Regions from separate parts of the Mus musculus genome. Here region 1 is linked to region 2. A link is a contact called in public Hi-C data. All regions are on one chromosome and are shown on one strand. Each heading gives the region's core, a stretch centred on a gene start, on an enhancer-like site or on the middle of the called end of the contact. The rest is flanking DNA. Distances are from core to core; before and after follow the strand shown.

Region 1 (5,291 bases), core at 2,549-5,048, 170 kb before region 2:
TCCATTTTCCCTAGGACCCACATGGCAAAAGGAGAGAACTAATATCAGAAAGTATCCTTTAACCCCACACATGAATGTGGTAAATTTTCATTTTTTTCACTAAAAGAGCAACTTCTAGAAATGAGAAAATAGAGGGCAAAAAGTTATTCCTTATTTGGATCCTAAAAATAACCACAGGTTCCCCCCAGAAGTAGAGTATCTGATTATGCACAAAAATAAGCCTGTCAGCTAAGATCCATGTCATTTATCCTAAAATCACTGAGAATGAATCCTTCTATATTAAAGGAATATTAGGGGTTGTAAAAGGACAGTGATCTTTTAATTATAAGTATCGATATGCTTGTTAGTTTTAGGACTCCTGCCCTGTACTACAGAAGTCTCAGGCTACACTTGACAGACAGCAGATTACTAGTGATATGTAATTGGTAGTTGGCGGCACAGGCAAGCGACTAGCAAATGTACCATATTTTCCCTTTGGAAATTCAGGCATATTGTACTGGGCTGAAAACATACATTAAGGTGTCTGATTTGGCTTCCAGATTGATGTGTGATTGAAAGTAATGATTTTCTAACATTCAAGCTATTACTTGTGACCCTCTGAACCCTCCGTTGTGAATGATCTACTTCACAATGCCTACCTTCAGGCGGCTGCATCCAATAAATTGCCACACCACTCCTGAAAAGATTCCCTGCCTCGCTTTCCATGAACTCATTTATTAGCCTTGTGGGGATTTTGCATTGCTAGTATACTTACTTTGCACACCCTGGGATACTGCAACCAGAAGAATGGCCTCCCCGAGGGAGAACAGTGGGGTTAGATGAACAATCAAGAAATAAATATCCAGCTTTCAAAATGTGTTGGTTGTGAAGAAGAAACTGGTAGAGCTATGCTAGGGTCAACAGCACTATTCTTCTAATAGGCCATTTTTTTTATTTCCTCTAGGCAAATCATACCTTAGCTCTCTGCCACAGGAAAATGTGATGTGACGTTCAAGGCACAATAGCTGCTATTATTTAAAATTGTATTGAGGCTTGGTAGTGAAATAGTGAGCATAAGGTTGTGATGAGGTTTCACGTGGGTTAAATGGAAGAGTTGAGTAAGTTGGAGAACTATTCAATAGGCTTCATAGCTATGGAAAGCAACCATAACGGAGAGGAATCTGGTCAGATATCTTGTCTTGGTGCTGCCATATAAAATCTCCTGTGCATTACATCTGTCTTCAGAGATTTGGTTTTATATTCCATTGAACTTACCTAAGGCAAAGATTTCTCAAGACATCATCTCGTTTTAGGATTCTATGATTCCTTAGTAGCTTAAGCTAAATGGTTCACTATGTTGACAACCAACACGTGGCTGACAGCCATTGAGTCCCATCAAGCAAATGGTGTGATTTAGTAATAACAAAAATGACTGAGAGAAAGGAGGGCTAGCCTACCTTGGGTGTAACATGCTTACCACAGGCCTATTGCATTGCTATTACAGGCTCCATTGTGTAGTCAGGAACACTGAGACACCAAGAGGTTACAATATATGCCCAAGAGCACCTTGATAAATAATAATTAAAAAAAAAAGCCATGATAGAAGCCTAGGTTATCTGTACTGTTAATATGCATTCTTCCCACAAGCCAATTGTGATGGCCAATATTGATCGTCAACTTAACAGGCTCTAGGATCACCGAGGAGGTAGACCTCTGGGCTTGTTTGTGATGGAATTTGAGATTGGGTAAACTGAGATCGGAAGGCACTAGATGTAAGTGATGCTGGTTGATGAGCTAGAATCCTGGTCAGAATAAAATGGAGAAAGCAGGCTGAGCACCAGTCCTCTCTTCTGCTTCCTGACTGGGAGGTCACCAGCTGCCTTAAGCTCCTGCCTTCGTGACTTTTCTAATTTGGTAGAAGCTATTCTCAAACTGTCAGTTAAAAAAAAAAATCAAGCCTTCCTTTTAAAAGTTGCTTTTGTCAAAGAACATAAGAAGTAAATAATTCATAAACATTGTCCAGAAAGGTCACAGAATTGTTATAGTATAACGGGCATAATTGCCTCTTTACCTAAGTTATCAAAAGTTGTTTAAAAGCCCAAACACTGAACAGCTGGAACTTTAAAATATTTATTACTTATATATAAAATTAGAAATATAGTGGCTTAAGTCTGGAAGCCCCAGAGATGGTGAGATGTTTCTCCAAATCACAGATGGTACTAATCCTCCATGACCTCCTTGAAGCATCAGATTCTTCTGTACCCTGAACCCCTGCAGAACAGAGCAGAACACAAGTTCTGAAGGATGGTGGGGATTCTGTTAGCTTGTTTCGGTCTCCTTCATCCAGACACTCATCACCCGAGTTGCTATGGATATTGTGAGTGAGAAAGAGATTCTCATCACTGATTAAAAATCAGGAATTGAGGATAGATAGTCTCCTGTCTTTCTCCTGGCCATTCATTTACAACTCTTCATCTCCACGCTATTGCTGATGATAAAATTGTTCAGTCTATTTTGACTTAGATGGAGAGAAATGATTACAACCCACAGGCTTCTGTGCCTCCTTCTATCTTTTCCACATCAATAAGAGCCCTGTCAGAGAGGCTGGGAAGGGTTCCCAGGAGCACAGTGAGAAAAGGCTGTCCTTGAAATCATAGCTGCAGAGTACATGGGAGCCCTGACTTGGGTGTTCGTTGTTTAATAAGCAAACTGGGTAGTTCAGAAATCAAGTTATATTTGTGAAAAGTGATTTACAATCAAAGCTGCTGTCATCTGGGAAACATAATTTCCAGGACAGTGATGGAGGACAGTTTAGTCGGAGACTCTTGCAGTTAACTGGATGACAGCCAGTGGACATATTAGGTGCAGGGGAGAGGCCTCCCTCCGCAGAGGCAGCAGTATGTCAGCAAAAGCCATGAAATGATTATTAACAACACAGCAAACAAATCGGGAGATTGCTGAATTATAATTCTGTCATGTAGCTCTCCTAAATGAACATGTAGAACATATATTTCCATGACCGATAATGTGTCTCGCTTCTAATAGGAAAACTGTGTTTCAGATTTATACAGATGAGTGAAATATGATTAGCTGGAAGTACAAAAAAAGGGAAGAGCATCAATTATTCTCGAAGTAGGATAATTATTGAAAGTTCTAGAGATTACTGAAAAGATGAAGCCTCGGCATTTATCCATCCATCTGCCCACCTACCCACTGTGCAATACAATGAGCCTACAGATGAGTGTTATGGGCACACACTGGTTTCTAGGCAATGAGATCAAAGAGTAGGAAGATATAGATCTGTCTTCCTAAGTCAGGCAAGTTACATGTGGCAGCCACCAATGTAACTTGCAAAGGCTGAAAGTCACCAGGCAATGGTGAGTGCCAACAGAGTAGAGCCATGGAGCCTCATAGGGGTAATTTTTCAAGAACTAATAACTTCTCTGAACTCTGATGTCAAGCAGAAATTAACTGGTAGTAAAAGGCAGAGGTGGGACTCAAGGCATGCCAGAAATGGCAGAATGTAGCCAAGGTGAGTGTGGGACACTCCAGACTGGAGTGAAGATGGGAACCAAGGAAAGAAAAGAATGACTTTAGAGGCTACCCTCATTCACCTTCACTTGGGTGTCTTGTGGTTGGTCAACCACAGCAGCTCTCTGGGGCCTCTACACAGCCTACCAGCACAGAGGATCATGAACCATGCTCTGTTAAGGATTTCACAAGGAGGAGAGAGCCCATTTACTTATTCCTGGACAGGATGCTTGGTTGCTATTTTGGTCTTGTCTTTAAGTGGTTACAAACCTCTGACTCACCACTCATACGTGCCCCAAGGCTGAGTTATAATAAGGATCGCTCTCTGCTCACGCACTTTGCCTTACTCTGTCCAAATACTATGCTGTCGTTGGCTTTGAAAATGCCTCCTGACTCAGTGTCATGAAAGATTGTAGTTGTTCTATATTTTTGCAATGTTAACACCAGGTATGTCATATCACATGTATTAGCATTCATTAAAAGTAATAGCTTTTCTGGTGCGTTTTAAGAGAGTGGGTTGAACATGAGGTTTCTGAGGAAGAACCTTATTACCAGGACAAGTAACACACCAGCTATCTTATAGTAAAGCAGATGACAGTGTTCTCATGGGTACTCGACAGACTTCTAGACTGCCATAGAGTTAGAGAGGAAGAAATAGGCACAGACCTTTCACTGGTATGCACTGGGCTCTTACAGATGGATAGAAAATGCTGTGAGCAGGTACAGGGTATTCAGTGAAAATGGAAATCTTCTAAATTAATTTTACCTGGATCTTAGCTTTACCTCTAACCTCTTCATCATGAGTGGGGGCAGGGCATCACTCACCTGGGTTTAGCATGTTCACTACATAATGAGATCGTGATCAGACATGGCTAACACATTCAACTAGGAAGCTTGTGAATATTCTCCGTAAGCTGGACCTTAGCTCTTTCTGCTGTGCCATTTTAATGTGTGCAGAGCCAGCTAACGACGATAATGTACAGGCTGCCCTGTCCATTCTACAGACTGGGGCTGTGATTATGAACTGCAGGCCACCCACAAAGTATCCAGATGCAAGGGAGGAGTGCTTCTTCAGATCCTTAATCCTTTGTAGGAGTTGAATTAAGTCAAGTCCAGATTTTCTCTTAGATTTCCGTTGCAAGTGCTCTGCCATCTGAGGTGCAGCTCCTCCCCACATTCTCTACCTTCAAGAGATATTGAATGAGGCACTCAAGCCAATTAAAAGGAAAGTCATCCCTTGGAATGATAAATGCCCTATACACTAGCTTCATAGTTATCACTATACTTCATCTATCTTCTTTCTTTCTTTTTTTTTTTTTGTTTTTGGTTTTTTGGTGTTTTTTTGTTTTGTTTTGTTTTGTTTTTTTGTTTGTTTTTTTTTGTTTTTTTGTTTTTTGTTTTGTTTTGTTTTTTGTTTGTTTGTTTTTGTTTTGTCTTTTCGAGACAGGGTTTCTCTGTATAGCCCTGGCTGTCCTGGAACTCACTTTGTAGACCAGGATGGCCTCAAATTTAGAAATCCGCCTGCCCCTGCCTCCTCCATTCTGAACATTGCCTAACACTTTATGGCCGGGTCACCTCAAAGGATTATCCGAAAACAGATAGCACTGTGTGAAGCCCAAGATAAATCAATCCTATTTTTTTTTAAATGACATAGGAAAGATATGCCCAATACTCAGATATAATCTTCCATGCAGCCTCATATGTATCTGATTGGATGAAACCAGTCTAGAGGTTAGAAGTTGACATTTCCTCCTGATACTAAGTGCCACCTAGTATGTTGA
Region 2 (5,329 bases), core at 2,448-4,947:
CATGGCTTACACAGGATTATCACAGTAGGGCGCTGTGACATTTCAGTTCTCCTCATGACAGAGTGGCAGCCTAGAGCCTGCCACCTTCAGTGATCAGCATGCTTTGGGCCTCATGGCCCTGCTTGCTTCCCTGTGTGTAGGAGTCTGGAAAGGTCCCAGGCTTCTCTGTGCTTTGTTCCAGGGACATTTAAGGAACAGGGTAAAGAACCACGCCAGCAAGCCAGACCTGTGTCACTCTCCACAAGGCCCAGGATGTGTGATGTCTCTGCTCACCAGCAGAGTCCTTCCAGATAGTCATTTGCTCTTTCAGCTGTCCAAAGGCAAATAGTTTAATTTAAACCATGTCTGGGCATCCCTATCATTGGTTTTAGAAAGGGAAGGAGTTGTTCTGTCTAAGTCAGGTCTGGAGAACCCCAAGGTAGGGGTGTGCTGGCTGAGGCAGGTACTCTTCTGAGTCCAGAGCAGGGATGCCTCTGCCAGAGAGCAGTTGGGAGGAAAAAAAAAGACTAAGAACTCACCCATGTTTCACTAAGCCTGTCCACCACTTGCCTGATAAAGCCACATGCATGCTAAAGTTACTAATTACAGACCGTGCAGCATAAGGGGCAGGTGTTCAGAGCAAGGAGCAGTAGCCTACTTCTCAGGGGACCTGAAACGGTAGCCTACTTCTCGGGGGACCTGTCAGAGTCCACAGTCAGCTTGCTACATCATCTTGGTCTGCTTCTTTGCTCCTGATGAACTAACAGCAGCATCCTTGGCAGTGTGCAGGAGACAATCTCCAGGGTTTTGTAGGACTGTTTGCCAGGCTTCTTTGACTGATGCCGGACTTCTGATGATGATGGTGTGTGTGGATGTAAAGGTAAGGTTTTCTGAGAACAAGCCTATTAGGTAGTAGCTAAGGTAAAAAGACCAAGACACTGGGGTGTAATAACCAGAAAGCCCAAGGAGTTACTATAAGAATAAAGACTCCAGTGTTTGCATTTGTCGTTGTAAGTTAGGCCGCAATTTTAAACATGCTTGGACACAGGGATGGGACAGGGATGGCTTCTCACAGAGAAATTTTACCTTGTGATTCAAATGGAGACAGAAGTCCATGATAGACCCCCATTTCCCCCAGATCTACACAACTCAATGACACCATACTAAAGGCTGTAGTGTTGACCTTGTGCTCCCACTCTTTGAACTCTGTGTTTTAGGATAAATAGATTTAGGCTGCTGGTCACTGAAAACCAGTTTTATTTTCGGAACGCTTTGTAGCTGTTCTTCTCTAGTTCATAGGGAGATGTGGCTTTTGTAATCCCACGGTGTATTTTTAAGCTGTTAAACAACTGGACTGTTAGGTTCACTGGCACTCTTAAAGCCCATGTAAGTCACCTTCGAATTATTTAAATTAATGAAATTGTGTGTGAATTAGTAACTACTCATTACCCTAGAACTGATCAATTAACTGCAACAAAACTGTAGCTGCCTTCTTCGGGGTACCTAGAAAGGCAGGGAAGGCTAATGGGTACTCTCTGTCTCTACCATTTCCCAGCCAATCATGGGAAGGCTTAAACAAATCACTCATCCATTTTCCACCTTCATTTTCTTATCTGAAAAGTAGACAAATTAATAGCCCTTGCTCAAGGACAAAGTGAGTTAAAATGTTCCCAGGGCTCTCAATATTCTCCTAGACTACACAAACGCCAGCGTGGGGTCACTGACGCTGCTCTCCTTGCCCTTCCCAGTTTGTTTGGCCCCTTCACCCACATTTTCCCACTTGAGAGCCATGATAATGCTATAGGACAGGCAGAGCAAACACCATAAATTATGAAAGTGAGTGCGGAAGCCATAATTTTCTCATGGTGACAGATCTAGTGTGTCAGACCAGCAAGGTAGCTCAGTACATAACGGAGCCTGCTGCTAAACCCCATGCCCTGAGTTCAATTCCCAGACCCACATGGTGGGAAAGAACAGACTCTTGCTTACCATCCTGTTCTCCACATATGTGTTTCATACATGCAAATTACATACATATCTGACCACATACAATATATAAAAAATAAACAAACAAACATACAGAAACAGTGAAGATTTTTTTAAAATCTAGCATGTTAACGGTGGGCTGCCAAGGTACTTGGGCCAATAAGCCCCCACACTCTCACCATATCACGGCCTCCTCACCATGCTGAGGAAAGAGTGTTCTTATAATGTGAAGGGCTCCTAGACACTCTCTCCTGAGTCCCAGGATCCCACGGTGTCTTAGGGTTTTACTACTGTGAACAGACACCATGACCAAGGCAACTCTTATAAGGACAACATTTGATTGAGGCTGGCTTACAAGTTCAGAGGATCAGTACATTAGCATCAAGGCGGGAAGCATGGCAGCATCCAGGCAGGCATGGTGCAGGAGGAGCAGAGAGTTCTACATCTTCATCTGAAGGCTGCTAGCAGAATACTGACTTCCAGGCAGCTAGGGTGAGGGTCTTTTAGCCCACGCCCACAGTGACACACCTACTCCAACAGGGCCACACCTTCTAATAGTGCCACTTCCTGGTCTGAGCATATACAAATCATCACATACAGAAAGGGATGGAAATTGAGAACATTTTGGATTCTGTGATCAGAGATCACGTTACTGTTCCCAACTTGCGCACCATCATCCTAGGGTGACCTCATAACCAGATAACGGAGTTACATTTAATAAAGGGGGGTGGGAGCCTGTATCTTTCAGCAATGGCTCAGTGCTTCATGTTCTGCCCTTTCCCAGACGCTCACATGTAAAAGAAGCACCCGCTGAAACGATGATAGAACCGAAACTTGTCCCAGATTTGCCCCAAATTTCAGAATTATTTTCCTCCAAAGTTTCATTCAGAGGTCTCACATCTCCGGTGTGGTTTTGGAATCTTCTGGAATGATGCCCAACCCTACTAATTCTGGGACAAAAACACTAGCACCTAGAAAATAGCAAGCAAAGAGCTCTGATGAGTAAGCAATGACATCGAGCAGAGGGTGCCTGTCCTGCCCTGCCCTGGGTCCATCAGGAACGTAAATGATCCAGCTGTAGGGAATGCACCAGCTTTAGAAAAATCAGCACTGTCCACACCACCTGGCCTTGCCTATAGGTAAATTTCTACTCTAAGAGAACGGCGTGATCACTGTGCAGACACAAAACAATAAAAAAAGAAATAGAAGCCAAAGGTAGACTGAAATACCTTGCACTGTTTCCTAGGACTTTAATCTGCTAATGATCTGTCTCCTGAGTCTGGCTGTTGCTCGGATCCTAACAGAGCTGCAGTCAAAATGTAACTTGGGTTTAATCATCCAATCAACAGTAGTGTCAAAAACTTAGAAATTTTAACTTATGAAAATCATTTATTTTTTTTCCTTTCAATTCCCTTCAAGAAAACAAGTATTTCTTAGTTATTAAAGGGATGTGGACATAGATGCGAAGCAGTGGACTGTGCTTTTCATTTTGGTCCCAGGAGCCAGGCATTCACTGGATTTAATCATTTTGAATCTTTGTGTCTCCTCTGAGATAGGGCCAGATGTAACCAGAAGGATTTATAGGGTGTAAAATTGAGAATGGATTAAAAAAGGCTCTCTGTGTTCTGCCCAGCACATCCTAAATCAACATTCCCCCCGGTGGACCAGACCAATCTCCGGCTGGCCAATTGGGGCAGTTGCCATAGCAACTGACAGGCAAGCACAGCCGGTAGAATGGGAATGCGAACAATGGAATGATAACATTGTGTGCAGAGCTGCATTCTGAGATGGCTTCCAGACAGCCGCATCCTGGAAGTGGGGTTTGCCCACCCTCCTTGTGCCATGGTTCCCACCTTCTTGTATTTTTGCTGCTCAATTAAAATTTATTGTTTTCTTTCCTATTCAAAAACTTTACTGCCATAAATAGTACTGGTGAGAAGGAAATCTGCCCCCACCAGAAAGCTGAAACAGCGTTACAAAGACTGCAGGGTTATTGCATTAACACTCAGTTCAAATACCCAGAGATTGAAGGAGGTCTACGGTAACTCCTGTGATTCTTTAGCGCCACCTAGTGTCCTGCTAGATACTACTTGGTCCCATGACTGGACAGGGAAAAAAGAACAGGATTGAATAGGAAATTCGTAGTCCCTCTTCTGATAGAATATGCACAGGACCTTTTCTAAATCTTTTGTTCAAAAACGTTAATAACTTTGACATAATACAGCAATGAGAGAAGAATGGAAGTCATGTCAGTTTTAGAGAAGACTTTAAAAGACTACACGGCGACCAGACAAAAAATCCTCAGGTTTTTTGTCTAAGGCGTCTCACTTTTCTCCAAAAAGTCAGCCTTGAAGCTGAACACAACAATTCACACCAAGGTGGCCAGGAGTCAGAACAAGGGATAACCCTGAATAATATAGCACCCGAGGATACAGGATAAGTTCCAGTAACGGACTTACACCAACTAAACCCCGCCCCAACCCCTCACTGCCTAGCAATAATGTCATCGAGGGGGTGAGTCACTGATTAAGTCAGAGTCCACAGCATCTAGTTGGGCCTGGAAAAGCAGTCGCAGACACGCCCCATGCTTTGCTCTTAATCCAGCCAAGTCAACAAAGATGTATGAGCACACCAGAGGCGGGAGCAAGGAGTCAGGATGAGAGGACTGGCTGGTGAGGGTTCCTAATGATACTACTACTGTTAACTCTTGATTTCCTCTCAGAAAATCTCTCTGCCGTTGCAGACATCATGAATGAATCAGTAGAGACAAATAAAATGAGTATCATCAACCCCTCTTTATAACTCTCTGCTCTGGTCAGTGGGTAGCGCTTCTTGTCCAGCAGTCATCTCCGGTCTAAGAAATCGCACCCATCTCCCACCGCTGCCTTTGCCCCATCGACATTCAAAACCGCAACTGAGTCCATTGGACTTCAGAAACGTGAAATGATGGGCCTGTTTCTGTGTGTTTCCTGCAGGGTTTGAGTTTTTTGAAACCAGCGCCAAGGATAACATCAACGTGAAGCAAACCTTCGAGCGCCTCGTAGATATCATTTGTGACAAAATGTCAGAGAGCTTGGAGACCGACCCAGCCATCACAGCGGCAAAGCAGAGCACGAGGCTCAAGGAGACCCCTCCTCCACCACAGCCCAACTGTGGCTGCTAATGTCCCCCACACAGGAGCTCCAAGGGGCTCCAGAGCAGCCAAGAAGCAGCATTGATAAATGGTCTATTAGCCTTCGATTATACTGCCTAATAATTATTTGAAGGAAGTCTTTGATGGCAGTGGCCCATATATGCATTCAAACCGTGAGCAATTTCCTGTGTTAATATGTGGCAAACTTGCTCTTATATTTGTAAGGATCAT

What was found. Hi-C and Micro-C count contacts between places; a contact is called where the count stands out from the background.
Region 1: a Hi-C map of the N1E-115 cell line shows a contact between it and region 2, with 5 times the contacts expected there. The contact joins two enhancer-like sites. A contact is called at or near these places in 1 of 15 datasets of contacts at CTCF or cohesin (the NIH/3T3 cell line), 10 of 484 Hi-C or Micro-C datasets (the N1E-115 cell line, adipose-derived mesenchymal stem cells, bone marrow-derived macrophages and 5 more), 2 of 115 datasets of contacts at active chromatin or transcription factors (the NIH/3T3 cell line and embryonic basal ganglia) and 1 of 9 other capture datasets (embryonic stem cells).

The regions. Positions count from the first base shown.
Region 1 is chr13:110,228,743-110,234,033 of GRCm38.p6, reverse strand. The region is part of intron 2 of Rab3c (RAB3C, member RAS oncogene family); the gene reads left to right. Among named protein-coding and RNA genes, the nearest start is that of Rab3c, 49 kb to the left of the region's middle. Within about 2 kb of position 3,798, at least 46 of the 459 cell types and tissues checked have an H3K27ac peak or open chromatin away from gene starts, as enhancers often do. A contact at or near this core is called in the N1E-115 cell line, adipose-derived mesenchymal stem cells and cerebellum, where this site is marked.
Region 2 is chr13:110,061,614-110,066,942 of GRCm38.p6, reverse strand. Rab3c (RAB3C, member RAS oncogene family) reads left to right here. Exons shown (of 5, transcript NM_023852.5): 5 at 4,941-5,329. The coding sequence ends at 5,128. Among named protein-coding and RNA genes, the nearest start is that of Gm32881, 58 kb to the right of the region's middle. Within about 2 kb of position 3,697, at least 80 of the 459 cell types and tissues checked have an H3K27ac peak or open chromatin away from gene starts, as enhancers often do. A contact at or near this core is called in the N1E-115 cell line, adipose-derived mesenchymal stem cells and cerebellum, where this site is marked.